Regions from separate parts of the Gossypium hirsutum genome. Here region 1 is linked to region 2. Evidence: chromatin contacts called from public Hi-C data. All regions are on one chromosome and are shown on one strand. Each heading gives the region's core, a stretch centred on a gene start, on an enhancer-like site or on the middle of the called end of the contact. The rest is flanking DNA. Distances are from core to core; before and after follow the strand shown.

The links. A called contact is a pair of places that touch in the nucleus more often than the background predicts.
Region 1: a Hi-C map of leaf shows a contact between it and region 2, with 2.4 times the contacts expected there. The contact joins the promoter of LOC107958514 here to the promoter of LOC107896533 in region 2. A contact is called at or near these places in 4 of 34 Hi-C or Micro-C datasets (all in leaf).

Annotation. Positions count from the first base shown.
Region 1 is chrA11:28,805,350-28,808,365 of Gossypium_hirsutum_v2.1, reverse strand. It overlaps LOC107958514 (BEL1-like homeodomain protein 4), which reads right to left and starts at 1,586. Exons shown (of 6, transcript XM_041081778.1): 1 at 1,470-1,586; 2 at 1,108-1,359; 3 at 1-811. The coding sequence starts at 732.
Region 2 is chrA11:28,146,177-28,149,064 of Gossypium_hirsutum_v2.1, reverse strand. LOC107896533 (NEDD8-conjugating enzyme Ubc12) reads left to right here and starts at 1,452. Exons shown (of 6, transcript XM_016821727.2): 1 at 1,452-1,473; 2 at 2,023-2,136; 3 at 2,368-2,476; 4 at 2,665-2,743; 5 at 2,851-2,888. The coding sequence starts at 2,028.

The DNA.
Region 1 (3,016 bases), core at 337-2,836, 660 kb before region 2:
AGAAGTAGATGGATTTGGAAGCAACATGTGAAGAGTATTAGAAGAAGTTGCTGGAGGAGGTGGAGGAGGAGATGGTGATCGTTGCTGCGGATTCATCAAGAAAAGATGCATGGCAGCTGCTGAGTCGGCATTAATGCTTGGTAGCTGCTGCTGCTGCTGATGCTGTTGAGCTAAACTGTCACGGGTAATGTGACTCTTTGATTCACCTAACTGTCCCAAACCCCCAACAACACCTTGCCTGTTGCTATACCACTCGTTGGTATTACCTTGGACTGGCCGGTGTGCTCGATAATTCGGCTGTACATGCTGGTCTAGTAACTCGGCCGAGGCAGTGGCGGCAGCAGCGGCAGCAGCCGCACCCGAAGGGAAATTGAACATTTCGGATAACATACCTGCGGTTTCATAAACAGGGAGAGAAGTTGATTCTTCCTCTTCTATCCCTACTAATGGTGGAGGTGGCGGCTCAAAGCCTTCAACTCTTAGTTTATCTCTCCGGATCTGCTGTTCTAAGTGCTGTTGCTGCTGCTTTTGGTGTTCTTGGTGGCTTACGGCTGATCTCTCGAATCCATTCGAGAAGCTGAAGATGCCAGCTGCTTGATGGTAATCTTGGGACATAGAATTAGTAGAATTGTTGCTCTTGTGTTGAATTGGGATTTGATGGTGAATTTTTTTAGAGGGTTGAGATTCTTGAGAAAGAATTGATGCGACGAGTGGTGGCGTTGCTATTCCCATATCAGCATCTTCTTCTTCATCATCATATCCTTTTTCTTTATTTACCTCTCTCCCTCTATCAAATTCCTTCACCTTCTTGCTGTTTCAATTATGAATCGGTAACCCACATAGAGAAACAAATAACACCCATCATAAAAAAACAAATCACTCTTATCAGGGGAAAAAAAAAGAACAAAGAAAAAGGAAAGATAGGAACAGAGAGGATCAAATTCTCTCAGTTAAGTGAAGGAAAAAAAGAAAAAAAACTGGTGTAAGGGATGAAACAAGTCTATGTTGATTATGTTTTGGATGTTTTTGTAACCCTTTTGATCATTTTCAGCTATATATGAGAGAGAGAGAGAGAGAGAGAGTGTGTGTGTGTATATATAGGCAGACCTTGTTAGAGTTGCAGCAGCATATGAAAGGATATAAAGCTCTTATAGCTAGACATATCCCTTCCGTGTGTTATTATTGAAAGATTCTTCAATTCCCTCCCTCCTTTCTTTTCATTTCCTTTCATTTGCTTTCTCACTGTGTATGTGTGTAGTCCTCCGTCTGTCGTCTCTTTCTTTCTCTTTCTCTCCTTTTCCTTCCTTGCAGTAGTGACTAGATATTATTTTTCACCTCTTGAATATTCCCCTGGTGAAACTATATGAATATAAGGGGAGAAAAGAAAAGAAGTAAGAAAGGAATGAAAATGGAGGCTGATCTGAGAAAAACAGATAATTCACTTTCACAACAAAACATATAGAAATAACCTTAGCCTCCTCAAAGACACAGAGGTGAGAGAAAATAAGAAACAAAAGGGTGGTCGCTATTCTTTTCTCCTTCACCACTTTTCACGCTGCCAATATTTTTATACTAATTATTATTATTATTTCCTTTTTTTTTCTTTAAATTCACAATTAGGTTTAATGAATCATAATCAAGGACTTGAGTTTTAGTTTATTAGATATATTTTCAATTTACAAAAATAACCTTAACTACAAATTTTAGATTGCGGGTATAAATTTATTATTCAACCCGGAGAAAAATAAAATGTAAAAAACCGAATAATTTGGGTAGATGTAGAAATTAAAAATGAATAAGGTTGAAAAAAAAGTCTGACTATTACTATAATTTTAATTGACACGCAAGCTATGGAATAAAAGAAAGATAAGGTTAGTACAAAGTCATCTCAATCATCTAAACTACCACCATCCTGTATATGGTAAAATGACTAAACTGCCCCAGTTGATTATTTTATATTCATCAACAGCAATAGTTGGTAAGGGTAAAAATATCATTTCGGGAAGCCATATTTTTTTTATTATCCAACTTTCTTTTGTATGAAAATAATAATAATAATAATAATAATAATAATATCTGATATTATAAATAAAACAATATAATCAAATGTTTAGCGGTTAATTGAAACAAATTTATAGGTGGAAGGCGTATTGTTTAGTGAATGAAATTATTTTTATGGCATTAAAGATGTTTAATAAAAATAAGATAGAAGGGCACGTGCCGAAGGCTGGCGATGAAGACAAGTTAGGTTTTATATAGGGGTTGTAAGGTCTGAAAACCACACTTAACTGCTTTCTGGTTTGGCAATGTCAAGATGGACATGTTTCATTAATCTTTTTCTTATGTCTTTTATTTTTCTACTTATGTTTACATTTTTATTTAAAAATCATCAGCTCCATTAAATTTGTAATATGCCTTCGCTTTCCTTTTTCTCGTATTTAAGATTAACTGTTAATACAAAAATCTTTATATTTTTAATCAAATATATGTTTGGATAGAGATTAATATTAGAAAGGAAATACAACTGTTATTGATTAATTACCAAATTCAGTTTTATTCTTATATTTTATTTTAAAACTATATATTATATTCTTAGCGTTGAATATATATATATTTATTTATTTATTTTTTATAAATATTTTACTATATTCTTAAACAATACTTGTCAACCCTTAATCTTATTTGTGATGTATATATCAAATTATTTTAACACTTAAATTATATATAATAGGTACCCTAATTTAATGAACAATGTTCCCTCAAACTTTGTCTAGATATATAAGTACCAAGGGATTTTCCATCATCTGAAAATGCTATTTAACTAATTAGTGTTTCAGCTAAGATTTGACAATATACAAAGTAACTTAATTTATTAGTTTTCTTGGTCTACACGTGTGGGCTTTTTATATTTGCAATGATTACCCAAAGAGTGAAAAAAAGAGAAACAGAAGAGCTGGAGACAATAATTGTTTAACAATAATTAACCTTTTATAGTTTCTAAAAATGTATACCTTTA
Region 2 (2,888 bases), core at 203-2,702:
TTTAATCAAAATTCATATATAATTTTGAGATTTATCTTTTAATTCTATTAAAATCAAATAAAAATACTAAATAATATTGTGTATTGACATAACAGTTGTTAAATTATTTTTTTTCACATAACACAAATTTAAGATATTACATGCCAATAACAAGACCGTTCCTATAAGTTTTTTTAGTATTTCTTTTATGCACTTTAATTTTTGAAGTTATTTTATGCATTCTTTATTTCCAAATTTAAGATATTAAATTTTTTTTAATTCTTAGCATTATATGGTTTATAATTTTATTTAAATTGATAAATATTCATATATTGTTTCAAATTAAATGCTAAAATTATGGTCATGGAATAGTCATTGTTTCCATATCATATTGATTTTATATATTTAAGTTAAATAATAATTAAAAATAAATGTAATTTTTTTTAATTTTTAAAAAATAAAAGAAAAACCATTAAAGTTTTTATATATAAATGACATGATTGATTGTATATGGTAATTTATTTCCTAAAATAGTACCCCTCAAGCTATCCTCTCATCCTTTATTTTTTTTCAAGACTTAATTAAAAAATTACCTTCTAAATTATATATGTGTTCACTTAAACCTTTTTTTTTGGTTAAATGTAGCATTTAAACTTAATTACTGTTACTCGATTAACCCTACGTAAACATTATTTGACTTTACCCATTTTTTTAGAATTGAAAGGAAAAAAAAGAAAAAGAAAATCTGAATATTAATATTAAAAAAAAAATTCTCTCCCCGTCCCTCTCTCAGCTCCCTACCACCAGTGGTCTCCCCTCCCCCCTCCTTTTCGTATCAAATTCTTCCCTTGGGCAAAACTTTATATCATGGAATTATTAGTAAACATGGGAAGGAATAGCAAAGGATCCAATCCAATATGGGAATGATGTTTTTCATGGTTTCATCGAGTTCAGGGGGGCTTGCTCTAACTCCCCTGGATATCTCAAGCTAGATTGTGACGCAGCCTTCAACTCTTAGGCTTTTAAAGCGAGCATCGCATAATAATTTATGATTTGATCACAGTGGCAAGTGATCTCCTCCTCGACAATCAAATTAGACAACAAAATTTAAAATGACACTTGGGATTGGATTGGTAAAAATACTTTGTATTCCCACTGATTCGCAATAAATGCAAGTGAATATTAAAAATATAGGTGAAATGTCGTTGAATTTTGAAGCACATTGGTTTGATTACAAATATAAGGCCGCAAAACTGCAGACGCTAGTTTTTCACCAAAGAAAAAAACAAAACAAGTGGGTCCATCCTCCACTCCAGCTTTCGTGTCATTTCCTTTCTCTCTCTTTCCTTTACTTTTCCTTCAGGCATCCATATCCTAAACCCCCTCCTTTTGTCCCTTCTCTTCATCAATTTCCCCTTAGTTTCTGCTTTTTTCTTTAAAACAATAAAGATCCCTTAGTTCCTTCTTTTCTTTCTTCGGCTTTTCCTCCAACAGGTTTGTTACAATATCATAAATCCAACACACTACCTTTTTTTTTCTTTTTTTCTCACTTGCTCTTTTAATCGGCGTTGATTACTTAAGTCTTTTGTTAGATTCATTTTCTCTTTTCTTTAACGATCTCTTCTATTTTTGCAACTAGTTGTATCATGAATTATGATCTGCTAGAATTAATTTCATTTTGAATCTCTTTTTGTTGTTCAAATTCTATTATTGCAAAGATGGGGAAAAAAAGAGGCACTTCTTTTGTTTTTTTAAGTAGTTTTAAATTAGTCTAGTTAAAATAACTTCGGATCAGGTAAATGAGTGGTCTTATTAAAAGAAAATGGATTCTGATCGTCAACAGCTCAAAAGTATGGAAATCGAGTTTGATAATAAAGGCTAGATTTTTCAGTTAGGGTTTGTTAAGAACAAATGTTTTTGTTTTAATGCTTTGGTTTTGAATCTTTAGATTCTGAATGGATATTGCTTTGCTGCGGTAACTGGAATTTGATGTTAAGGCTATGGAAATGAATGGGTTCACTTTAAATTTTAATATATATGTAGGAGTTATGATTCGGCTGTTTAAAGTAAAGGAAAAGCAGAGAGAACTTGCTGAAAATGCAAATGGGGGAGCTCCTACTAAAAAGCAAAGTCCAGGAGAGTTGCGTTTGCACAAAGGTTTGCTTCACATTTATAATGGATTGAGTTGTTTAAATTTCCTTTAGTTCTGTGATAGAGATCCATTATTTTTTATGATTTGGTGCTTTTGGTGTGTTACTGCTAATTTTCTTTAGCTTTACTGATCTATTCAACTATATGTTGTTCTAGCACTGAATCTATTGGCTCAAGCGCATCTGGTGTTTGATCCTAGTGTGATTCTCATGTTTTATTTTGTCTTTCTACGTGTAGATATTTCTGAGCTTAACCTACCCAAATCTTGTGCTATAACATTTCCAAATGGAAAGGATAACCTGATGAATTTTGAGGTTTCAATTCGCCCCGATGAAGGATATTATTTGTAAGGAATTTCTTTCATGCCTCTTATTTTAACACAAGTTTTCTTTTGCTCTCTAGCACAAATTTTTTGGTTAAAGTTTTTGTTTATTGGAGAAGACATGACATGCTTATAAGAGTTTTTTTACGTTCATCTTCTTATATTAATAATGCTATAACAAGTATAAAACTGATTGGCTGCTGCTGTTTCAGCGGTGGCACATTTTTATTCTCCTTTCAAGTTTCTCCCGTCTATCCACATGAGGCACCCAAAGTTAAGTGCAAGACCAAGGTAGACTGGCTTACCTTATTTATATGTTTGTTTTCTAAATTCATGCTGTGGTCTCGCATGCTTTTGGTTATAACCCGGCTTGTATCATGTTGCACTCGAATATCCAGGTCTACCATCCAAATATTGATTTGGAAGGAAATGTTTG